2 separate regions of the Mus musculus genome follow, and region 2 is linked to region 1. Evidence: chromatin contacts called from public HiChIP or PLAC-seq data. All regions are on one chromosome and are shown on one strand. Each heading gives the region's core, a stretch centred on a gene start, on an enhancer-like site or on the middle of the called end of the contact. The rest is flanking DNA. Distances are from core to core; before and after follow the strand shown.

Evidence for each region. HiChIP or PLAC-seq counts read pairs in DNA pulled down with a chosen protein or histone mark.
Region 2: a contact with region 1 is called in an H3K4me3 HiChIP or PLAC-seq map of bone marrow-derived macrophages, with 5 times the contacts expected there. The contact joins the enhancer-like site here to the promoter of Zfp451 in region 1. A contact is called at or near these places in 2 of 39 promoter capture datasets (the HPC-7 cell line and cranial neural crest), 3 of 115 datasets of contacts at active chromatin or transcription factors (bone marrow-derived macrophages, memory CD8 T cells and thymic regulatory T cells) and 2 of 9 other capture datasets (adipose tissue and macrophages).

What each region holds. Positions count from the first base shown.
Region 1 is chr1:33,811,667-33,816,851 of GRCm38.p6, forward strand. It overlaps Zfp451 (zinc finger protein 451), which reads right to left and starts at 2,929. Exons shown (of 15, transcript NM_133817.3): 1 at 2,672-2,929; 2 at 2,061-2,144. The coding sequence starts at 2,692.
Region 2 is chr1:34,476,467-34,481,651 of GRCm38.p6, forward strand. It overlaps 4930568A12Rik (a long non-coding RNA gene), which reads right to left. Exons shown (of 6, transcript XR_865327.2): 4 at 4,132-4,293; 5 at 3,690-3,769; 6 at 701-1,130. Among named protein-coding and RNA genes, the nearest start is that of Gm32566, 5.3 kb to the right of the region's middle. Within about 2 kb of position 2,740, at least 63 of the 459 cell types and tissues checked have an H3K27ac peak or open chromatin away from gene starts, as enhancers often do. A contact at or near this core is called in the HPC-7 cell line, bone marrow-derived macrophages, macrophages and 1 more, where this site is marked.

The sequences.
Region 1 (5,185 bases), core at 1,679-4,178:
GTACCTTATGTACACACACATACAGGTAAAACAGTCATACACATAAATACATCTTAAACTTATTACCTTTGCAAAAATCTAGGGCCCTTATGAACTATGTACTTCCCTGCACATTTCAATAAAAGTTAAAAAGGATTCATATCTATATTACTCCTTTCAGCATGCTGCCTGGCTTCCGTCTACATTTGTGAGACACAGAAAGTCTCTTGTCCAATGGTAGTTTACTCTTGCACCACTCTGTTATGCATATAATCTTGTTTTAAATTACCAGCTAAAAATCGGAACCAAGTAAACCAAGAAGTTCTATTATAATGTAGCTTGTATCTGGACAAGTCTGGCAGAAAACAGGTCTTCATCTTTACTAGACAGGAACTACCTGAGGGACAGTGTATTACAGAGCGTCTCTAGCTTCTGTCTTGGGCTGTTTGCTGCCGTGGCACAGCAGTGGTGTTTATTGGATAGGGTTTCACTACACAGAACACCACAGGCCTAGAACTTCCCAAGTAAAGCTCAGACTGCCTTCCAACCAGGATCCTTCCACCATGACCTCCTCAGTGCTAGGACTCTAAATGTACCTTACAGTAAAAGTAAGCTATCACTAACTATCTTTAAGTGATAGCCCTTACACATAGGCAGCTTTATATATTATACATTCTTGATTCTTAATGCAAAGATAGACCTACCTTTACGCTTAAAATAAAATTTAAATATTACTTTTAAAACTCAGATCAAGACACCTGAATTAACTTGTTACAAAATATCATGGTATCTTATTTCACAAGATATACAACCAAAAAAATTTACTTTTTGAATCTTACTCTTTCCACATTCTATCAGTTTCTCAAACGGCCTTATTGTATAATGAAGAGCCTTTTGCATGAAACATCAAGGTAAATATTCTGTTTACAAATATATGTGATCCATGAACAATCCAAAATAATTGTCACAAAAACCTTTATCATACATAGTTTGTTGGAGGGGCACTACTAATTACCAACATTCTTCTTTCTCCAAAGTACTCTAGTCTATTAGGAAGAAAGGGACAAGACTCAATGTATCCCCAACCTAACTCCAGATCCTCCAAGCTCAAAATGAAAAAGACGGACTCCAATAGGAAAACTGCCAAGAAAATGATTTTATGAAGGCCGCCCCTCCCAATCCCACTAACACACCATACCCAACTGACCGCCATCAGGGCTCAATGGTGGGAGGATGGTCTTTAATAAGCATTAGTCTACAGCTGGTCACAAGGTCAACAAATACATCTGGGCTGACCAATAAGAACTAGAGAGCTTCAATGCCAAGCTCAGCTAACTACAGCATCCCAAGGAGAGCTGTATAAAGCAGGGATGTTCTCTAGCTACACACTACTTAAGAAGAACTGATGTACAAACTTAGCCACTATAGGTGACAATCACCCAAAGCCGTTTCCCTTCCCTCTCACCATCACTTTAGGACTGGCTGGGAGATCCCAGGGTCCCTCACTGTATGTCAAAATAACAATACCTAGGCTCCAGCCTGGATTTCTGATTCAACAGATCTGGAGGGGGCCCAGATCTTACAGCTTCCACTCAACGCTGGAGAACACCTGCTCCCCAAAGGAACAAATGTAGAAAAACAGCAGTGTTTCAGGTGACACAGGCCTCCCCATTGTGACCAACAATTTTCTGTGATGTAACAAGATGACCTCAGACGTTAGGGAAGTCCTCAGCGATTAGAGGATACATCATGCTAAGATGCAATGTTCTTTGCAGGCCTTACTTCCAACCTCCTGGCATTAACTAGTCCTGTGTGTCTTCTTTCTTGGACAGAAGTTAAGCCCTGGGCAGTACCAGGAAGCACAAAACAATTCGGATGCCTACTCCAATTGTTCAGGTAGCCCCAAGCACTGAGGTATCCCTTAGGGTGAAAGTCCCCAGCATCAGTGTGCGACAGCTATTCGCCATTCATGACTATCTGTTGAGTCTGTTGAGTGATGACTGCCTGTCTGGTGGGGCTTAATCATACAATGGCTTACCACACTTCACTCCAGCAAACCGCGATTGTCTGTCTCTACTTACACTAACAAACTGAATGTCATCTTCGTTTTCATCCGTGGTAGACTCTGATGCCTCGGGCCCAGCTGGTGGGACAGATTCTATTATCTATAAACAAAAGCCAAAACACGCTTATCGATTCAGCCACAAGATCGCAGGAAGAAATTCTCCCCAAAAGGATCGATTAAAGACAAAAGCCCCTGAGGGGAAGCAGCAGGACCAAGCGGAAATCCAGCCCAGGGAACTGCATGGAGGAGGCCGGGCGTGCTAAGCCGTCTTGGAGCTGCAGAGACCTAGCTTCCCAGGCGAGCTGCCACAATTCCCCTCCCCGCCTCTTACAGGGGCAGGGATGCAGGCTCTAAACCCCCGGGGTCGGGGATGCAGGCTTCAAGTACAAGGCCAGCCTGCCTCCAAGCCCTTCTCACCCTCGGGGCTGCGGCTGCTTCGGCTAGGGCGGCCAGGGGCTGGGGGCGGCCGGACCGCCATTGTTGAGGACTCCACGCAGACGTGCACCAGGCCCGGAGGCCCCGCACTCGCCCGAGGCCGCCGCCCGGCTGAGCCCAAAGCTGAGAAGACAAACCAAACCTTTCGGGGTCGGGCTCGGCGGAGCCAAGGCCCGGGCCGCCACCACTCACCTCCGGCCCTGGGTCTCCCATTTCTCCCACGGCCTGTCAGCACCACGCTCCCGCCGCCGCCGCTGCTGTTCCCGACGCCGCCGCCACGACTTCCCTCTCGCCCGGCGCCGCGCGACCCGCCCTGCGTGAGCGCCCACGCAGCTGACGCCTCAGGCCGCGGGGACGCCAAGCTGCCGGACCCCAAGCGCGGCCTCACTGCCGCTAGCTTCCAGCGCCGCTTTGTACGCTCCCCGCCTTCCTCCCGCCCCGCGAGGGATTCTGGGAGTCGTAGTTTCCGCCGGTCTCGAGGCTGACGACCGCGTGGCGGGGAAAGGTGGCGAGGATCCGGAGCTCGGCGCTCATCTGCATCTCCGGAAGATGGCAGGAGGAGGTGGTGAGGGTCTTGATGTAGTTTTGAGTCCACGCCAATTCTCGTTCCGCTGCCGCCTTTCACTTAGAGACACTGACAGGAAAAGAGCCCCACTGGCAACAAGCAAGGCAGATGAAAACATGGAAGACTTTTTCCTCCCAATTACATCTTGGCAAAGCAAGGGCAAGAGCTTATATATGGCATTCCTGAGAGGTCATTAATTCTCGCAGAAGTCTCACAAAGGGGCTTCCTTGTTGTCCACAGGTTCCTGTAAACTAAAAGTAGCATTACTGATAAGGTTCCAGAGGGCTGCCCCTAGCCTTTCCTGTTTCTCCCTTGTTCTTTTCAGGCTAGGTTGAGTTGATAGGTTAATTACTTGGAGAGTGGAACACAGAGGTGTGGGCAAAACAGTCCTAGTAATGTCAGTTAACCCTTTCAGACCTTTAGTGATCATACTGCTATGAAAGCAATGCTCAGTGGTCTTTGTTTCGGGCCAGAAGGAAGGATGGATCGATAGATGGATGGATAGGTTTAAGTGAAGTCCAAGACCTGAAGCACTTGAGCTACTCAATCTCTCTCATGTTTTCTATCTCCCGGTGCTAGTAAATATTCAGTCTCACTCAAGGACCAGAGAGAGGAGCAAGGAGTAAAACTAGAGTACAGAGTTCAGCGGGAAAGTAAAAGCAGCTAAATCCCAGGGGTATAATGTAATTTTTCAAGATACACTTGGACTCTTATAAAATAAAACCGAGCCGGGCCGGTGGTGGCGCACGCCTTTAATCCCAGCACTTGGGAGGCAGAGGCAGTCGGATTTCTGAGTTCAAGGCCAGCCTGGTCTACAGAGAGAGTTCCAAGACAGCCAGGAATACACAGAGAAACCCTGTCTCAAAAAAAAAAAAAAACAAAAAAACAAAAAGAAACCCTGTACCAAAAAACAAACAAAAAAGGTTAAATAGATATTTCCTTTGTCAGTTGCCGCTAGCTACCCTTCTGTGAATGTAAAATGGTTCAGACCTTACTGACAGGGTTGGAGCCTGTGTAGGGTTTAGGGGAGGAGATACTTTTTATATAAGCAAAATTGAAAATTGGACCTGTGATAGAGCTCTCTCTCTCTCTCTCTCTCTCTCTCTCTCTCTCTCTCTTCCCCTCCTCCTCTCCTTTTCCCTCTCCCCCTCCCTTCTCTTCCCCCTTGTCTGGGGTCAGAGATTGGGCTTGCAGGAACAACAGAGAAGCAGCTGGCAGGACACAGGTAAAACAGTATTCTAGGAAAGAAGCTAAGGAGCCCTCTTGGGTTTGGAGGAGCTAAAGAAAAAGGTAGACTGGCTTGGAAGAATGACACAGAGAGATTTCTGAAAAGCCAGCAGTTTCATTGTAGAATCGTAGAATCGGGCTTGCAAATAGATGTTTTGTATATGGTTCAGAAAATAAAATTACCTCACTGAGTGAGCTAGAAGGGTTTTTTTTTATACCTCCTGTGTCTTTATTGGTATAAAGATGAGATAATTTAAATGGTTACACTGTGCGGAACACCATGACAGTGGATGAGGAATTCTGTAAGACCCTAGTGTTGGCAGAAACATCACTTGCAGGAAAGACAAATCCATACCCAGAATAAAGATCTACTCCAGCAAAGACAAAGTGTTCTCCTTTCCATGGAGGAAGTGAAGTGGTCCAATAGAGTCCAGCTGCTGAAAGATCCTGACAGAATGTAAAAGGTCACAGAAGCCCTGAAATTGGCAAGATAGATGTCACTGTTAGCAGAACTAGCTTCACTGATTTAGAAAAATAGAGGTGCACAATGCTCTGGCCACTCCTAGAACCCGTGTGTCTGCCAATGTTCTGACTGTTCCTTGAACCCATGTGTGTGCCCACTGATGAAGCCCATTGCCAGGTGTTTGTGATATTGGTTGCTGGGGAAGAGTCGGAAAATCTCCCCAGCAACCACAGCCGGGGCCAATCTGGAGTTGTTGCACCTGCACCAGACTCTTTCTTTGTACCCCTCCCATACCCATTTCTTGAGAAATCGTTTTAGAATAGATATTGTTTAGATCTGGAAATCCCCTACTCCCTCCTTCTCCTTTCCCCCCTGAGGGCCTATAAAAACTGGGACCCCTTTCCCCTTGGGGTCGACTCCTCTACCCTTGCGTGGGATACGAGTTGTCCCC
Region 2 (5,185 bases), core at 1,490-3,989, 660 kb after region 1:
CCCACTGAGCCATCTCTCCAGCACCTATTTACTTAGCTCGTTAGTTGTTTTGAAACAGGGTCTCATGTAACTATGATTGACCTTGAAATCACTCTATCAACAAAGACTGGCCTTCAACTCCTAATTCTCCTGCCTCCACCTCCCAAATTCTGAGATTACTTACAGTAATCATGCTTGATTCACTAAAATACTTTTATTTTGGGACATAGTCTCAGTGAATTTTCTCAAGCCAGCCTCGAACTCACTCTTTAGCCTATACATATCTTGAGGGTTTGTTTGTTTGTTTGAGTGTTTTTTATTTTTTATTTTTTATTTACCAGATGGAGTTTCTCTGTGTAGCCCTGGCTGTCTTGGAACTCTCTTTGTAGGCCAGGTTGGCCTCGAACTCAAATACCCACTTGCCTCTGCCTCCTAAATTCTGGGAGTAAAGGCTTGCACCACCACACCTGGCTATAATCCTTCTGCCTCAACCTCCCACAGAGCTAATAGTATACCTGTGCTACCAGGCCCAGCTGTTTGTTGTTTCTTCTTCTTCTTCTTCTTCTTCTTCTTCTTCTTCTTCTTCTTCTTCTTCTTCTTCTTCTTCTTCTCCTTCTCCTCCTCCTCCTCCTCCTCCTCCTCCTCCTCCTCCTCCTCCTCCTCCTCCTCCTCCTCCTCCTCCTCTTCTTCTTCTTCTTCTTCTTCTTCTTCTTCTTCTTCTTCTTCTTCTTCTTCTTCTTCTTCTTTCTCTTCCTCCTCTTCCTCTTCTTTGAAAACGAGACACATTCTTCCTTTTCTTGGCAACATATGGCCAACCACATTTGCTTTCTTGCTTCATCAAGCAACTATTAATCCTCCTTTTGAGACCTGTAGTAGAGATTGTTGACTTTTGTAACTAGTCAGGCGGATAGGGAAGAGAATCTTTATGAAGTCAAAGAGTAAAGTTTAATGATGGGATCCAAATCTGAGCTAATACAATAGCTAGTGGGGATGGCTTCCAGACAAAGGCCCCTCAGAGCATCTGGGTTGGCAGTGGCAGGTCTTTGGTTGGTGATATGGGTGTTACCATCCAGGCCTCGGGTGTTGCTTGGAGCTGAGGTGGGACACACATTTGTGTTTTGCAGAACTTCTTTCAGAATTGTGACAGAAACCTGGAAAGGCAGGTTTTAGTCTCTAATTCTCAGTGACCCCCCCCCACACACACACACAAGTCAAGAAAGTATGAGAGAAATTGGAAACAGTTTGTGGATGTATAAGCATATGTCAGGAGGAAGCAGAGGGGCTAAGATTTTGGCAAGAACTGAAAATAAGCAAGGCCAAAAATAAGTGGTTTAAAGATAGGCAGAAAATAGAGCCAAGACTACAATCAGGTCCTGGGGGAACCAGGGTATAGACTGTGATTTTTCCGATGAAAGATTTGTCAGATTTGTCAGATTTGTCCGTTCATCCCCTGTGTCAGATTTGTCCGTCCATCCCCTGTGTGATCCCTACTTAGAACATTTGTCTGTCTGGCACCTTAAAATTGTAAGTGATAGCTGGGCGGTGGTGGCGCACGCCTTTAACCCCAGCACTTGGGAGGCAGAGACAGGCAGATTTCTGAGTTCAAGGCCAGCCTGGTCTACAAAGTGAGTTCCAGGACAGCCAGGGCTACACAGAGAAACCCTGTCTCGAAAAAAAAACCAAATTAAAAAAAAATTGTGTGTGACACACACACACACACACACACACACACACACACACACATTCAGCAAGCAGTACTTGACTGCATTATTTTTGGAACTCACTCTGTAGACCAGGCTAGTCTTGAACTCACAGAGATCTGGCTGTCCCCTGCCTCCTGAGTGCTAGGATTAAAGGTGTGTACCACCACCATTCAGCATTCAGACATTTAAAATATATGTGTTATGAATATTTTCCTCCATGAACCTATATCCATGGGAGACTCTGCATCATTTTATAGAATGATGCCTATCAATTATAATTTAAACAAAACAAGTAGAAACACAAATAGCCAAATTAATGCTTGAAAATGTGTTCAACATCCTTAGCTATCAGGGAACTGCAAATTAACACTCCTTTGCGAGTTTGTCTTGTCTCAGGCAGAATGTCCAGCATCAAGAAAACAAAGTGCGGGTGAGGATGTGGGGGAAAGAGGACTCTATGTCCAACATGGGTGGGAATGTAAACTTGTGTGGCCTCTATGGAAATCAGGCCGGAAGCTCCTTAACAGATTGAAAATAGAACTGCCAAATGCCCCAGCTATACCATTCTTGGGTGCAAACCTGAAGGACTCTTAGTTGACATGTTATGGATACTTGAGCATTCATGCTTGTAGATATACAGGGTACTGTAGCCAGAAATTAGAGCAGCAAAGAGATCCATCAACAGATGAATGGATTTTTAAAAATGTGGTACATATGCACAATAGAGTCCAATGCAGCCGTGGGGAAAAGTTAAGGCATGACATTTGCAGGGTGTGATTGTGACTGGAACCTATTACGATACTCAAATGAAGCCAGACTCAGAAAGGAAGTAGCCACATCTATGTCGTTTGTGGTGCTTACATTTAAAATGGTGTGAGTGTGTGTGTGTGTGTGTGTGTGTGTGTGTGTGTGTGTGTGTGTGTGTGTGTGGTTAAAGGCATGTGTCACTTCCCCGGAACACTTATCAGTTTTTAAAACTTGAAAAGCACCATGTTTTCTAGATACCGAGTACAGGAAGAGGAAGCAATAAATGGTCACCGAAGTGTCAAGTGCCAAGACATCAGTGCAAAAGGGCAGAAAGCAAACAGAGGACTGACTTAGGTCTGACCAGCCGAAGGAGAGACAGGGTAGTGGGGCTTCTTCTAGGGTTTGCACCAAAAAGGAGCATTACCATAGAGTGCCTGCTCCTCGGGGTCACAAAACCCAAAGCTGACGGTGTTAGACCCAAGGGAAAAACATTTCCATGACTGTCTGATTAAGTAAGCTTTATTTAGATCGGCCACATGGCTGCCTTCCCCTAAGTCGGAGTTTCAGAGAACAGCCCCTCACTGGCTGCTTTATAGGGAAGGGTTAGAGCTGATAGAGAACAGCTGTTGGGATGATTGGCTGTTAGCACCTAGCCAGAAAGAGCAGGAGCACAGGGGGCTCAAGGCTGTTTGTGGGGTAGATAGAGCAGGAATACATCGGGTGGAATGGGAGCCACCATGAGTGTCCAGGAATTTAGCAAGGCAATGGGGGTGGGCATCCATTATGGGGTTACAGGTTCAGCATAGGTTGAAAACAGTTTGCAGGGTTTCTTAGGTTTAGGAAACAGAAGCTGAGTCTTGGAAGGTGTGGAGTGTTAGTAACAATGTATAACAATGTGGCTCCTGTTTTGTTTTCAGTGAGTCTAAGCACATGTGCTAACCACTTTTCTGGTTGTGGTGGTCAAATTGCTGTCAAGGAGCAGTTTAAGGGAATAAGGGTATTTGGGCTCAGGGCTTCAGGGTCCATAGTCCACCCTGGTGGGAAAGGCATGTCAGCAGGAGCGCTGAGGCAGCTGGCCTTTGCTATGGCCTCGTTATTAAGAAGCTGACAGAGATGAACACTGGTACTCAGCTCACTTTCTCGTTCCTTTAAGTCCATGCCCATGAGGTCGGCTGCCCACATTCAGGATGGGTCTTTCCTTCTCTCATATGCACACACCACACATACATACATGTGAATGAAAAAGAGGCATGTACTCACAGGGCGTGGTGGTGCACAATTATCCTTGAACCCTAGGATGCTGAGGCAGGATGCTGAGATCTAGATTGAAGCCCATCTGTCTCGAATACATAGAAACATTTCTGAGTGAAGAAACAAAGAAGTGTAATTCTCTCCCCCCCCCCCTCAGGTTTCTCAGTCCTAGCTATCCTGGAACTGTAAACCAGGTTAGCCTAGAAGTCAGAGATTTGTCTGCCTCTGCCTTTGAATTAAAGGTGTGCCACATCACCTGGCTGCATGTAACTTCTTTTAAGCTAGGGACTTAACTCAGAGTCTCCCATGATACACTTGTACTCTACCAATGAACAACACTCCCCAAACACATGACAAGTACCCACTGTTTAAAATTTGTCTTCAATTTCTAAGGTACCCTCCCCTAACTCTCAAAATCCCACATCAGGATGGGGCTCCGTCCTTGACTTACTGTAAGGCATGTGGCCAAACTTGTGATCCTTGCCATTAAGATGGGTTCTTCATGGGCAGGGATTTCCAAGTCTCTAATTCTAAGTGAAGTTGAACAGGTTTGAGTGTTTACGATGACACTCGGATCCCTTGTTCATTTTTCCACTGCGTTTTTCATCTTTTTCTGTGCATATTAAGAATAAAGGTTACCACCATCTTTATGGATAGGAAGTGTCTTAGACACGGTGAGGGGTGGACAGTTAGTTGGCAAGGTGAACATCTGTATGCTTTGATCCACTTATCCCACTTACAGGAATATACTCTCTGGAAAGAGCTAACCCTTTAGCAGAAGGGGAGAGCTATATACCCAGTAATAGTCATTGTTTTAAAAATGGAGAAATCAGCGTTGAAAGTGAAACTGTTTTGAGACTGTGCAATGTGGAGTGCTTCTGAGTGCAGGAAGCCACAGGCAAAGCAGCTCCATGATAACAACGGCCGAAGAGGAATCTGCCAGTGGCCTCATGAAAATGACCCATTCCTGGAAGGGAAAATGGAAAACAGTGGGAGGGAGGGAGATGGGACTACCGGCAGACAGTGAGAGGCCAAAGCTTTTAAATTCAGACTCCATTTTAGAGAACCTGACCTAAGTTTGAACTCAGGTAGACTAACAGGCTGGTACCTAGCATTAGTTTCCAAGTTGCCATCTAACAAAACCTGAGCCTAGCTCCAGTCTCTAGGTTAATCCCCAACAAGACCAGCATCTCCAGGTTATTCCCCCAACAAACCTGCACCCCCAGGTTACAAGCCCACCAATGCAGAGGGGAGCAGAAACTAAGTTTATGCTTTGACTCCCAGCACCAGCCAATTATGTTAAAGACCACATCTAATTCCAATTAGATGCTTGTACACTTATCCCTTGTTTGCTGCTTACTATAAAGCCTTGCTCCATAGATATTCAGGGGTCCCCATCACCAAAACTGTCCTGTGTGATGGGGAGGGGGCTCCCAAACTATCTCCAATAGAATAAAGTCCCTGATGTGACTTGTATCAGATCGGCTTCTGTCTGTTGTTTTTTT